Linked DNA regions of Mus musculus: region 2 is linked to region 1. The links are chromatin contacts, called in public ChIA-PET maps. All regions are on one chromosome and are shown on one strand. Each heading gives the region's core, a stretch centred on a gene start, on an enhancer-like site or on the middle of the called end of the contact. The rest is flanking DNA. Distances are from core to core; before and after follow the strand shown. Region 1 overlaps Abcb1a (ATP-binding cassette, sub-family B (MDR/TAP), member 1A). Region 2 has its middle 14 kb from the start of Gm31449.

Region 1 (7,330 bases), core at 1,986-4,485:
GCATAGGAAGAAAAGACAATTGATAGGGAGAAATATCACTTATCACCACCATCACCAATATTTCACCCCCCAGAACTTCTCACTGGCTAAAATCAAAAGAAGTGGAGAGGTCAATACATGCAAATACTTCCTGACTGTTTAACTGAACAACAGATACAAGCTGCAGAAAAATACCAAAGAAACATAATTTCAGAAAGCTTAAAGAGCAGAGGGAGGGGAAAAAATAGTCCAGGCAGTGTGCACACTGCCTCTTCTGGCAGCGATTACAAAGAACAGCTATAAAATGGAGCCAACAATCATTACCTCCTTGTGGAAGTCAGTCATACAGGAGTGATGCTTCCTCCTGGTTTTGAAGGAAGACAAGTGTTCAGAAGCAAGGTGGAAGACATCCTAGCCAGGAGGAAAAGCAAGCAGAAGCAAGAAAGATCCAAATGGACTTTGAGAAGACGCAAGTTTCACAAGTTAGAGTTTTGATACATGAAAGCACAAAAATAAAGTATATTAACTACCAATAGGTACTGTCCATGGAGATGGGAAAACTGGAAGAGTCGGGTGCTTGAAAGGATGAAGAGCACAGAAGTCTCTTGAGTGTTTGCACTTTTGTACAGGAAGTGCCACCCAGGATGTTAGAAACTCAACATCCGTTTTATAGCGGCAGTCATGGGAATGGATTAGATCATAAAAAGTGAGTAAAGAAGTGTGTGGAGTAAAGCCAAATCTGGACACAACGCAGCAAGGATAGAATGTTGACTTTTCTAGACCTTGAGATAAAAGAGGACGAGAAAAAGTAACTAACAGGTTGTGGTGCAAGGCCAATGAGGCCATTTCATTCACAATGTTCTATGCCCACAGGTAAGCCAGGCAAAGAGTCAGATGGTAGAAACATAGGAAGTAAGCTGGGATAATCGCCTACAAAATAAAGGAAGTAATTATTTCAGTAACCTGGGAAAGGGTATCATCTGTAGGAAACAAAACTAGGAAGTGAAGCAATATGGTCTCACAATGCCCTGTAACTCCTTTTCACTGCTAGGGAATGGTATAGAAAGTTGTCATTGTCTTAAACAAGTGATCAAAGAACACCATAAATAAATGGGGAAATACCATGACATTTGCTGTTTTTAGAGGTTTGTTGTTTGTTTGTTTGTTGTTGTTTCTTTACTAAAAGTGTTTCATCTAAATGCAATAAAACATTTAGATGTAACTTCTACATATAAAAGGCTAGGCATGGAACACTAAATGTAATGATGTTCCAAGGAAATGGCATAACCGGAGTATCAGGTAGAACATTCTTGTCCATTTCTTTCAGACCATTCTAAAGAGAAATCAATGAACACTCTTCCCAGTTGTCTTATTTTAAACCAACCAACTGCAAAACACAATTTTTTAGATAATTTGGGAAATTGAATGTAAAAAATATAATATTAAGAAAATGTCTTGATAAATAGGGTAAATATATTTTATAGGAAATGTTTTACAGAAAAGCCTTTGAAATTAATAAAGTGACATGGCTATATATAAAATACCTTGAAACTTGTAGATGTAGCTGAAACATGACATGGTAACATGTTAGTAATTATTAGCCATACATGATGTATTTATGAGTGTTGTTTTCTATTCTTTCTTGTTTGAGATTTTACATAGTAAAACTTGGCAAAGAGAAGATGGTTTCCAAAACAGAGAGAAGTATTTCTATTCATCTCAGACAGGAATGAGCGAAGAATGAACACAGATATTGATATATTTCTAGCAACAGAGATAGAAAGAGGAGTTGGCTTTCTCATTTCTTTGTGACCTTGTGAAAGAAAGGATGAGATTTGAGGAAAGTGGTCACATAACAGTGAGCAGGATGAAAGTGGACACCAAATGACTCAACTTTATAATTTATTAGGAAAGAGGCTGGTGTGGCCAAGTAGAGGGTCTCTCAGGGAACATTACAAAAGATGGGGCAGAAGAGCCAGAGGACCAAGAAGTCTGTTGTGAGAATGTGCCTCCTAGAAATTACAGGGAACTTTTACTCATGATATCTCAATAAGACTTGTCTACACAAAACCTGAAGAAGGGCAACACTAATAGACATGCTAAACTGGATGTGGGGGAGGGGGGTCTCATTGAGCCTCACCCCCAGAAAACAGAACTACAGACAACCAAGAACTGCTGAGAGAGGGAGAATTAGTCTCCTCAAGGATGAGCCCCTGATGGGTTAGCTAACACCAAGCAGTCAGTCCTGAAATGATACGCATACAAACAAGGCTACATGGATGCAGCAGGTTGTGTTTATATGTTGATGCATATATAAGTAAAAAGAGGCCAGGAACTTGGAAGAGGGTGGCTTATAGAACTAGAAAGAGAATGGGAGAGATGATGTAATTTATTATTACTAAAAAAAATTGAGCCTCAGTTTTGGTATTTATAAAATGTTTTAAAAAAATCAACACAGCTGTTACAAAGATTACAAAGCAATGCAGAAAACTTTTATCAAGAAGGTAGTATGAAACATGAAATATCCATTACTATTATTGGTTTGCAAACATAACTAAGAATTTTCAGACTCTCATAGTCAAAGAAGAAGAAGGCAAAGTTGTAACAACATATCAGGTACAGCATAAGACTGTATAAGCATATAACTTAACTAGTTATAGTTGAAGGCCTTTAACATAAAAGGAAATGGAAACTATTTGGTTAGAGACTGGTAGAAAGGACAGAGAAAGTAAACCAAGAACACAGAACGAAACAAACTGGTATTGAAAGCTAAAGGTGAATCGTGCCAGGGAAGAAGTGGAAAGTACAGGCAGAAAAGCCCTTTAGATAATATTCATGGCATGAATAGAAATATGACTTCACTAGAGCCACTGAGTTAGAGAATTCATTCACTCATTCAACATTTTAAGTTTGTTTAAAGAGCTAATGAGATTCATGTTTGGCTCTAAGTACTGGCAATGATGGTGGGTAACACAGGCTACCTGTCCTTAGAATGCTTAGAGTGCATGCAGTTGGGAATAGGAATGGATATGGTCACTATCCACCCAGTGTCTAGGAACCTACTAAGGCTCTGAGCACTCTTCTAGACTCCTGAGGAACAACAGTGAGCAAAACATTAAAACACTCCACTCTTGTGAGCACACATTCAGGAAAAAGAGAAACATCAGCAGTGGGGAAGCGGCTAAGCAGTTACAGGATATAACTTCAGGTGACTGATAGGGCCAGTGGGTTTAGACAGGCAGGTCAGGGAACATCTTTCTGAGATGAAACCTCAGTAACAGGAAGGATGCAGCTTTTGTTGTGGGGATCTCTAAGTCATGCATTCAAGTAGAAAGCATACATGCAAAGATGCTTAAGTAGACACAAGCTTGGTATATATTAAAGAACAAACACTATAATAAGAATGGGAGCAGATGTCTGTAATTAGATCATAAATAAGAGAGTCATACCATAAATGGTATGCATATAAGAAACAGCTTAGTTTTTACTCCAAAGTTTCCCTTAAGTAAAAAGGAAACGCATTAGAACCCTTAAGTAGAGAAGAAAAGCAGTACAGCACTCGAAGGACTGGACTGAAGTGAACTCGTGTGACTCTGACAGGTTGGCCTTGGGAAGTATGAAGCTGGAGTGGCTGCTAGAATAAAATAAAGCCTTGCCAGGAACGAGAGGCAAAGGAATGTCACTCCTAACATGTGCACAGTCTGGCCCTGGGACACTGTCTGTGAATGTGCTTTCTTACATTGTCTGACATGGTAAACAGGACTGCAGATGTTAGGAATCTGGGAAAGATTACCCTGGGACATTCAGATAAACCCACTGTAATCATAAAGATGCTTCTAAGAGGCAGGTAGGTGCTCAGAGACTATGGTGATACCAAGGAGGGGACATGGGAATGTAAGAGCCCCTAGAAGCTCAAAATGGGGAGGAAACAGATTCTTACCAAGAACCTCCAGAATGAATGCAATCTTCCTGACACACTGACTTTAGTTTACCCAAGAACTGGAAGAGCATAAATTTGTGTTGTCTTAAATCTATCTCGTGGCATTTTCTTCTTAAATCTACCTAATGGCATTTTCTACAGCAACACTATAGAATAAATGCACAGAGTCAAAAAGAGTGATAATAAAAAGAGCTAGCTTTCTTTAGAAGGAATCAGAAGCTATAACTGAAACTGATACATCTGAGTTCATGACTTCATGGACAGAGCCATCTTAGGAGAAGAGGACCATGGTGTAAGTATAATTGGCAAAGGCAGAGTATGGGTGGGGATGTTATAATTGAGTCAAAGAAAACAGTCTGGTCTGATACAGCTACTAAAATAGAAGGATGACTGGGGCATAGGTAAATGAAGCTGAGCAAGGAGGAGTAAGTAAGGGATATCATTGTGAATGGATAGAAAGAGTGCTTGGCATGAGGATCAAACACATTTCAAAAACATCTGTAAAGAAGCAGATGAATACCAGCTTTGTCAGTGATTCAGGGGATACAGGATTGAGAAACTCCTAAAGGGGAAAGGTGACACCAGAAGACAAAGAGGTGGGAGGAAAACCACACTGTAGTATCACAGAAACAATGCAGTGGCCATGACAAGGGCAGCTTCGAAGTCAGGCAGAGTTTTCAGATATCCACAGAGCTGAGTAAGTGATAGGGATAGAAACCAAATTCCAAAACATTCAAGCTAATTGGCAGCAAAGATTTAAGAGACTTGCCAATGGGCCAAACTCCATTCAGAAAGACTGGGGAAATGGAAGAAAAGGAGTGACCGTAGCTGTGTAGAGAAGAGGTGGGAACCAAAGTTCAAAGTTCAAGTGAATGATGTGATGTAAGAACTGGGCCAGGTGTGGTGGTACACAACTATAATCACATTACTTCTACTAAGCTAGAAAGAATATGCTCGTTTCAAGGCAGCATGGACTATACAGTAAGACTTTAAAGAAACAAACACCTCACTAACACTGGGTGTCTCTACCGTGAAGAACAGGAGGGAACAGATCCAAGTTCGGGTAGGTTTGTAAGATTATCACTGTTATAAAGGTCAAGGAGTGGTTGTTCATATAACAATAAAAGTCACAGGGTGAGTAAGAAGATCAGGAGTGGGAAGAAGACACTAAGCCAGGCGGCAAAGTCTTCAATGGCCAGATGGTCGTAAGATAACAGCATTAACAAAGAACTCTTCAGCTTCAGAGAGGTTACATTTTAACCAACCGTATGCTATCACAAACGATTACAGTTTTAAAAAGAAATAGTCTACTCATGTATCTAGGGAAAAGTTGTACCTTCCAGTACAATAGGTATGTGACTGTGAATTGTAGAACATTACATAACTTCTTAGTGTGCATTCTGCCCAGCTATGATAAGAGGATAAGAGGACTTCAAACATCAGACAATGCATGTAAGGTCCTGACCAAGGACTGGTTCCTGACTCTGAGTGCTGCCATGCATTTAGAATGATGATGGCTAATATGGTGCATAGTGTAGACAGCTCAGGGTTAAATCTGCCACAAAATGCTAACAGGGTGTGTGAACTTTGAGGAGCTCATTTTAAAGGAATCACAAACAACTTGGCACTTCTTCTTTTACTTCCACCTGTCCAGTTTCCCCTACTTCATTTCAAGTTTATTCTACATTTGTGTTTCTAACTAAAATGAGGCCTGACATAAAAAGAAAACTGGTATAAAAATGTGCATGAGTTGTTTGCTTTGTAGCCATTCCCTCAAGACAGCTAAGGTTCCCTAGTAAACATAAGTGAACTTTGGGAGCAGAAAGAGCCCAGAAATGTTTAGAGAAAACCACTTAGATATTTGGTATCTAGCATGTGAATCTGGGAAGGATCCATCATTGTAAATGGTAAATGTGGCCATTTTGCAGTATGAATTATGCTAAGTGAATAAATCTACAATTTTGTTACATGCTATGTAGGAAGTTCCTTAATGATCAGCTCAGAGTGAGAACCTTGGCCCTGTCACTGAAGGGCCACCAACAAGCATTATTTTGAATCTGTTGTCATAACTTGCAACTCCTTGCTGGTGAAATGGGTGTTTTGGACAGGTAACTCTGGGAGTTTGTTCTCTTCTGAACCTCATTCCATGTGACTTTCACCATTACTGACTTTTTTTTTGTATCCTCTTGTAATAATAAAACTTAGCTGCAGCTTTTCAGAGAGCTGTTGTCATAGCCACTGAGGTTTATCTGAGATGTCATTATTGCTAATTAAATACATCACCCAATCTATAGGAACATCCTGAGTTCTGAGTTCTCCTAGTAAGTCATTAGTCTCAGAGTTCTTTGAAATCCCCAATATGCATGTTTTATTCTTACCTAGAAAGTATTTTAAAAAACAAAAAACATTGCAATAGTATTAAAATTTACCCTAAAACCTTCAGAATATACATCTGTGTTTATAGGTTTTACATAAACATTAGGGTCCAGTTTTCCATATCAACTCTTTGGGACAAGAGAAAGACACCTATATTGGCTAATTTTGGCTGTCAACTTGATGTATCTGAGGAGGGAGCCAGAATTGGAGAGCTGCCTCCATCAGTTTGACTTACGAGGCTATCTGTAGAGAAATCCCTTGATTGGTAATTGATATAGGACGATTCATCCCACTGGGAAACACCATCCCTAGGGAGGTGGGCTTGGGCTGTATAGGAAAAGTATGTAAGCTTAGAAGGAAGCCCCACATTCATCAGTGTAACTAGAATAGTATTTAAGAATTACAGCACTTAGTCAAAAGACCTAAATGCATCCCATTTACCTTCACCTTAGTAGGTATTTGGGGGCTTGCCCTGTTTCTTCTGTAAACCTATAATAATAGCATCTATCTCAGAAAAAAGCTTAAGGATTAAATATGTTTGTGCGGGAAGTATTTATAACAATGTCTGACACATATTGTTATACATGTGAGGTTATTACTACTTCACATTCAAACTTTATATTTGTGTGTATGTCTCTCTCTGTCTCTATCCTCTCCTCTATCCTCTCCTCTATCAGCCCCCTCTCTTTCCCACCTCCCCTGTGTGGCTTGAATTGAATATTGTTAGCAGTAACTTTACATAATAGTTAGAGTACATTTCCTGAATATATATTTAAAAAAACCCTCAAGTCTTTAAGAAATTATAACCTAGAAACAATAAGTAAAACACAGAGATAAAGATGCAATTTTCTGGTATTCTTAGCATGCAAAAAGCCCTGAGTGGACCCCTGGCATCAAACTAAACCAAACAGGATAACAACAATAACCTAAACAATAATACAGAACTATGTTGGTATTAAGGAAACTGCATAAATTAAATTTCAGGAATAAATTCAACTCTAATGTAAAAGTTTCTTCTCACGCAAGAGTATAAGA
Region 2 (7,330 bases), core at 2,863-5,362, 390 kb before region 1:
AAGGGGAGCAAGAGGCATCAAGAAAGGAGAGGACAGAGCAAGAGAGTACTGAGAGAGAAATGGAATGGCTATCTCTGGGACAAGCTAGAACTGTAGAATAATGGAAACTCCCAGGAATCTATAAGGGTGACCCTGCCTAAGAATCCTAGCAACAGGGGATATGGAATCTGAAATGGGCATCTCCTGTAGCCAGAAAAGACTTTCAATCATGGGGGGATGCAACACTAACCCAACCATAAAACCTTTGACCTACAAGTTGTCCTGCCTACAAGATGTGCAAAGGTAAAGATGGAGCAGAAATTGAGGAAAGTCAAAAGTAGAAAAGGGAATATTTTAGGGGGTTCTCTACAAGAACATTGATGATAGATAGATAGATAGATAGATAGATAGATAGATAGATAGATAGATTTATTGCAAGCTGTGATTTAGCTAGTACAACAATGGCTCTCTACTAACAGAAATTCCAAGAATCCAGTAGTTGTCCAGTCCACAAGGCTCAATGCTGCAGCTGGTCTTCAGTATATGCCAGGATTCCAAAGAAGCTTTTAATGTCAGTGAAGGAATGGACTTGCCAGCAAGAGTGAGAGCAATCAGACAAAGAGAGCAAGCTTCCTTCTTCAATGCCTTTTATATAGGCTGCCACTAGAAGGTGTTACCCAGATTAAAGGTGTATTTTCCCACTTCAAAAGATCCATCACTGGGAAGAGAGACCCCTTGGTATTGTAAACTTTATATGCCCCAGTACAGGGGAATGCCAGGGCCAAGAAGCAGGAGTGGGTGGGTAGGGAAGCAGGGAGGGGGGAGTGTATAGGGAACTTTTGGGATAGCATATATCCCAAATGTATATAAATAAAATATCTAATTAAAAAATAAATAAAAGATCCAGATTAAAAGTGGGTCTCCCCACTTCAAATGATCGAATAGGAAAAATCCTTCACAGGTGTATCCAGCCACTAGGGTTTTAGTTAATTGCAGATGTAGTCAAGTTGGTAACAAAGAAGAGCCATCACAGAGGGAAATCGCTTAGGAAGGAGTTGGAAAAAGGAGTGGGGTGTGTGTGAAAATTATCTAAATGCATTGTGTGCGTGTATGAAATCCTCAAAGAATGATTACATTATTATATTTGCAAACACACTGACCGTCACAGGAAGGTATTTGCAGCCACACTGCTTTTGCTAGAACACACAGTAGCATGTCAATAAAATCTCTAAACAAAGATAAAAATATCTGCAAAATACTTTCCTTTCCCTCGTTTAGTGATCAAGAGTCAGGCATGCAGAGGTCTGGGATGTCAAAGTTTCTGTTGGGAGATTCTCACTAATGACTTCGAGAAGCTGCCAAGAGAAAGTGGTGGCAATTCTGCCAGGTCAGGTCTACCAGAGATCCTTAAGACAATAATGTCTATGTTTTATGTGACCTGACACCGCATCAGGAACTTCAGCTCTATTTCACCGCTGTAGCTGCTGTCATTATTATTCATTACCACGCACGTATAGAGAAGAACAGAAAAGACAGTTCTTACCTGCTGAGCACATTTAAAAAGCTTGTTGAGGCGCAGTAGTGGTAAGCCGTGTTACAGAAGAAGGGCAGGGCATCTAATGGGAAAGTGGGCTTTCCAGGGAGAGTCATATAAAGGAAAGTGGGTAAGGCATTGCTTGTAGGCAAGGAGAATTTCTTTTTCTTTTTTTTCCAGCTGTTCGGGAATTTATTTCTTCCTTTTGGGATCTTGACCCAAAGGACTACTTTCTACCCCTTATACTGTCCCTTTCCCTCTTCCCAGGCAATGTATATCTTCCTACATACAGACCCCTGACCAAGGAAAGGCTCGGCTTTTGACACATTGGGAGTAGATGGACTATGGACTACAGTTTACCTCCTCACAAAATTTCCTCAGCATCTCTCCTATTGTACTGTGAATGTGGAGGAGATGCTGGGTTGGAAATGGCTCTACTAACCAGGGAAAAGGTACTAGGGGTTGGGGAAATGGTTTAGTCAAATGGGCAAGGAGAAATTTAAGCATGCCCAGTGTAAGGAGAAGATCTCTGTGAACAGGGAGGGACAATATATAAGAGAACTGGAACACAATGACTTTAGAAAGAGTCCAAAACAGTGTCGCGAATGACCTGGGCAGTCTAATGAAGGAGTGACCTCAGAAGACAGCCACCCCTTAGAGAGGTCAGGCAATTATGGATATAAGGTTGACTAAACACCTACTGGGCTTGCCTTACAAAGGCTGAAACCTAGAGACTAGGAGCAAGAATATGCCCAAACCTGGGGACAAACAGACCCATTATGAGTTTATGGTTCGGGATCCTTGACAAAGTTTCCTCTTTTCTCCTCTTCATTTATATCACCTTCAAAATGGAGATAAAAGAAGAGCACAGCGTCAGGTGGGTTTATAGAATGTATGCAATGTACAGAATCATGGTTCATTACTTCATGCAGGTCATGCTCCCTACTCTGGCTTAGGCAGGTGATGAATCACATCCTCCCAACTCTACTGTTGATTTTATGAGAGTACCAATAACTTCTCATGCATTTCATAGAGATAGCTTTAAAAGGCAAAGTAAGAGATAGTCTTAAGGACATGGTAGAAGCAGCAACAAAAATCAGGAGTAATGATGTCAGAAAGGAGGTGGCAGAGTGGGAAGAGGGGAGATGTGAGAGTCTAGCTAGTACTGGAATCCTACTTCTGAAACTTCTCTCTCTGAGCTGCTTCCTGGTGGTTTTCTATTATTTAAGAATTAGGTTTTGTTTTGTTTTGTTTTGTTTTGTTTTGTTTTTGGAGACAGGGTTTCTCTGTGTAGCCCTGGCTGTCCTAGAACTCACTCTGTAGACCAGGCTGGCCTCGAACTCAGAAATCCGCCTGCCTCTGCCTCCCAAGTGCTGGGATTAAAGGCGTACGCCACCACTGTAGCAGTATGAAGTAACACATACAGCCCATAGCGCACAACTGAAGTCAGAATGGCCCCAAAGTAGCTTGTAACATGAAGTCGTGCAGAGTATTCCTTAGTTTCTTCCATAAATATTCACTCAAAGAACGCTAACTAGTGCATCAAAAGCAGAGATTATTAACATAAGTTAAGAAGCCTTCACTAGGTGTTACCCAAGTGAGTTTATAGTTTTATATAAAAAGATTTTGAGGAGTAGACATAGCAGCACAGGAAACAACTGTACCCTCATACCACGTGGGCTCAGCACATGCGTGGTAGGCTGACGGCAGCTTAAATGCAACTGTCGGCCGATGTGGCTGTGCAGTCGAGCGCTTGCTTCCCACAGATAACGTACTGGCTTTCTTCCTCAGAACGGCCAGAGGGAAAGCTTCGTCTTATATTTCATACCTGCTACTCTTTTAACTGGAAAACGGGGAGCTGACATCGTCGCTTCCACTTGTAGCTGTCACTGTCAACTCTTATACCTGTTACAGAAGTCTTGCCTTGGGTTCTTACACTGGAAAACCAGAAACTCATAACTATTTCTGAACATGAAGATGATTCACGGTTTTCTTATTCAAGAGATATTTACAATAAACTTGTTTATAGCCTTTTATTCATTTATCAGGATTAAATTCTACAGCAGATTAATGGCTTTGACCCCGATGCGTCATCCTCACCATCTATATTAGCCTCAGAAAGAGACCAGAATAATGTTAATTCATTTTCCCCACCTTTTAGGAAACTCACGACCCTTTTCTGAAATTTGTTTTGCAGCTCCACATTGTTAGGAACATGGCTGCTTCAGACCATTGCTTGCATTCGTGGAAACAATCTTAGTGTGTGAAAGTAGGGCATGCTATTTGTTAGCAAACCAATTAATGAATCACTCTCCACACAGCCATTGTTAATGCCAGAGAGAAATATGCATGGCTTCCCTCTTTGCTGGGAAAATGATTTAGGGATTTTCCCCCAATAGAGTTAGGGAACCTGATTTTCTAATTTTAATCAACACTCAATTACTTTGCTTCCTCCAGTTTCTATTCCCCAAAATAGAAATCTTTGGGAATGGTTGAACTTTTAATTACATAAAACAATTTGTGTTTCCTCATCCAGGAGTGGAATTTGTTAGCAGTTTACACCACCCAGAGTTCAGTGTTGGGAGTTGCTAGTGCTTTCTGTTTCATTTTAACTACTCAGTCTCTGACTCAGTCTGCCCAGCAAACTTGTTTATAACCTCCGCTCTTTTGGATGAGGAGGAGTTTGCGCTTCAATTGATGTAGTTTTCAATTTATGCTTTTGCTTCTCCTTGCTTAAACTAGCTGAACATTCACCCCCTTCTACCTTTGATGTCACAGCAGCATCACAGCCCCTCCTTCCCTAGCGGGTGATGCGTTTGGTACAACATCTCCCAGAATGTACAGAAAACATTCAGTAAAAGTGCCAGGGAAACTTCAGGGAAGATACCAACTGCTGCCTCTGAAAAACTTTCACACTTCAACCTGTGTTTCTGTACTGAGAAACTTTCATACTTCAACCTGTGTTAGCTGTACTAAGAAAATACTTCTTACATCGTGTTAGAAATGAAGCAAAATTTTACAGTTTCCTAAGATATGAAATAAGGTTGCATTCCATGGTTTAGGTTTCCATTGAAAGAAGGGAGACTTTTGGTAGTGTGTTTATATTTTATTTTTTCGTGTGTGTGTGTGTGTGTGTGTGTGTGTGTGTGTGCGCGCGCTCGTGCGTTACTCAGAATGTGTGTAGACAACAGAGGACAACTTGCAAGGTTAAGTTATCTCCTCCCACCACGTGGGAGTGCAGGGATTGAACTCTGATGGTCAGGCTTGGCAGCAAATTCTTTTACCTACTGAGCCATCTTGCAAGCATTGGAGTTTTGATTGTTAACTCTACATAATAAAGGTTGGTGAATTATTGGCATACACACACACACACACACACACACACACACACATATACATATGTATATATCTAAATGCATAAGTATTATAACATATATGCATCCATATATATTAGTAATATAAAAATCAGGCAGAACAATTAGGATTAGTTTAATTACTAGTGAAGGAAGATAGCACCAGCCTGAAAGGAAAGGAGTTATAAAACGTATCAAGTAAAATTAGGAGATAAAAGATTCAGAGTAATCTGAGAGGTGGTGGTGAACACCTTTGATCCCTGCATTTGGGAGACAAAGGCAGATGGATCTCTGTGAGTTCAAGGCCAGCTTGGTCTACAGAGTAAGTTCCAGGACAGTCGCCTCTACCCAGAGAAATCCTGTCTCAAAAAACTAAGAAGGTCAAGTGTGAGATTAAACCTTAATATGATTGGGACTGGAAGATGCCTAGGTGATATATGATACCATAAACTTGTCAGTGCACAGCCAAGTCCTAACTGAAATGAGGTTTTGTCCTCCCCACCCAATTCCAGTCAACTCATTGGTTATGTATGACTACAGAGCACTTACTCTGTTCTGATCATCACACATTATATACATGTATTGAAGTGTCACAAAATACACCACAAATACATAAAATTAAGATGTGTCAATTAAGAAGAATCAACATAGGAACCAAAGGGTCTAGTGTATTCAGAAAGAGAGCCATTACACTCCTGGTGAGGAAGGCTGGTGAGGTTTTGAAGGAGAGATACAAAGGCTCTACGGTGACTTTTTCTCCCAGTGCCACCAGGTTTCACTGTTAGAGAAAAAATATTTAAGCTATGCGTTGTAGCATACTTCTGTAAATTGTACTCAGGAGACAAAGAAAGCAGATCACTGCAAGTTCCAGAGCAGCCTGGTCTAACACACAGTGAAACACTGGAAAGAAAGTGGGAGTCAAGGAGAAATAATGTAAAGAAAGGAAAGCATTCAGAGCCAAGACTAGTGAACAGGAGATTTTATCAATTAGGTGTTCTACAAAGGCTCGCACTTGGCAAGCTTTCCTTGGCTACTCTACATTAAACCTGGGGGTATGATGTAAGCTTACATAGGTCACTTATGACTATAGTCGATTTGATAAGGAATTGCTCTACTTGATCTTTGTACTGTGATAAACACTATGAACAAAAGCATCTCAGGGAGGAAAGGTTGACTTGTTTTACAGAGTCCATTATCAAAGGAAGCCAGGGAAGGAGGCAGAAACTGAAGCAGAGATCATAGAGGAATGATGCTTACTGGCTGCTCTCCATCGCTTACACAATCTTCTATGGCCTTGACCACATACCCAGGAATGGGACTGCCCAGAGCTGGCTCGGTCCTCCTACATCAACTATTAATCAAGAAAATCCTCCCATGCCCACAGGCCAATCTGATGGACACAGTTCCTTGGTTCCCCGCTCCTGAATCATTCTCTCTAGTTTGTGTCAATTTATGCTATTTCTACTACTACTAACTACCACTACAACTTCTTCTTCTCCTTCTTCTCCTTCTGTCATTTCAGGATGCAGGATAGACGGTTAGATGTGACAATTGCAGGTTAAACTGTTTTTTTGTTTTTTGTTTTTTGGGGGGGTTTCTTTTGGGGGAATTACAGTTGGATGATTATTGATCTTACTTCTAGGTAATATGTACTTTATATAAATTTCTAATTTTTTATAATTTTTTCTTCATTGTCTTAGTCAGGTTTTCTATTCCTGCACAAACATCATGACCAAGAAACAAGTTGGGGAGGAAAGGGTTTATTCAGCTTATACTTCCATACTGCTGTTTGTCACCAAGGAAGTCAGGACTAGAACTCAAGCAGGTCAGAAAGCAGGAGCTGATGCAGAGGCTATGGAGGGATGTTCCTTACTAGCTTGCTTCCCCTGGCTTGCTCAGCCTGCTCTCTTATAGAACCAAGACTACCAACCCAGAGATGGCACCACCCACAAGGGGCCTTTCCCCTTGATCACTAATTGAGAAAATACCTCACAGCTGGATCTCATGGAGGCACTTCCTCAACTGAAGCTCCTTTTTCTGTGATAACTCCAGCTGTGTCAAGTTGACACAAAACTAGCCAGTACACTAATCTTCCCATTTTCTGGTCAGTCTCTATGACAACTGTAGACACATTCAATAAAATGAAGTCATAGGGGAATAGGTTGGGCCTTTAATCAACTGATCAGAGTCTTTATTAAAGGTCTGTGAGAAGACACACACACAAGGAGTAGGCCATCTGGCCCGCTGAATCTGAAAGAGAAATTCTGGATGATGTTATAAAGGCCAAGAAACACTGAAGGTTTCCAGTAAACCCTGAGAAGTTGGCAGATAGCAAGGAGCAAGCTCCCCTGCACAGTCATCAGAAGGGACCAAGTGCTGTGACACCAAGATCTTGGATGTGAAGCCTCCAGGATTTGATTTGTTGTATTTCCCTTGGTAAAGCTGCCCATTTGTGGAACTTTGT

The links. ChIA-PET counts read pairs in DNA pulled down with a chosen protein or histone mark.
Region 2: a contact with region 1 is called in an RNA polymerase II ChIA-PET map of effector CD8 T cells, with 10 read pairs. The contact joins two enhancer-like sites. A contact is called at or near these places in 1 of 484 Hi-C or Micro-C datasets (the HPC-7 cell line) and 2 of 115 datasets of contacts at active chromatin or transcription factors (effector CD8 T cells and memory CD8 T cells).

Annotation. Positions count from the first base shown.
Region 1 is chr5:8,665,701-8,673,030 of GRCm38.p6, reverse strand. All of the region lies in intron 5 of Abcb1a (ATP-binding cassette, sub-family B (MDR/TAP), member 1A), which reads right to left. Among named protein-coding and RNA genes, the nearest start is that of Gm31157, 26 kb to the left of the region's middle. Within about 2 kb of position 3,235, at least 34 of the 459 cell types and tissues checked have an H3K27ac peak or open chromatin away from gene starts, as enhancers often do. A contact at or near this core is called in effector CD8 T cells and memory CD8 T cells, where this site is marked.
Region 2 is chr5:9,056,308-9,063,637 of GRCm38.p6, reverse strand. No RefSeq gene overlaps it. Among named protein-coding and RNA genes, the nearest start is that of Gm31449, 14 kb to the left of the region's middle. Within about 2 kb of position 4,112, at least 36 of the 459 cell types and tissues checked have an H3K27ac peak or open chromatin away from gene starts, as enhancers often do. A contact at or near this core is called in effector CD8 T cells and memory CD8 T cells, where this site is marked.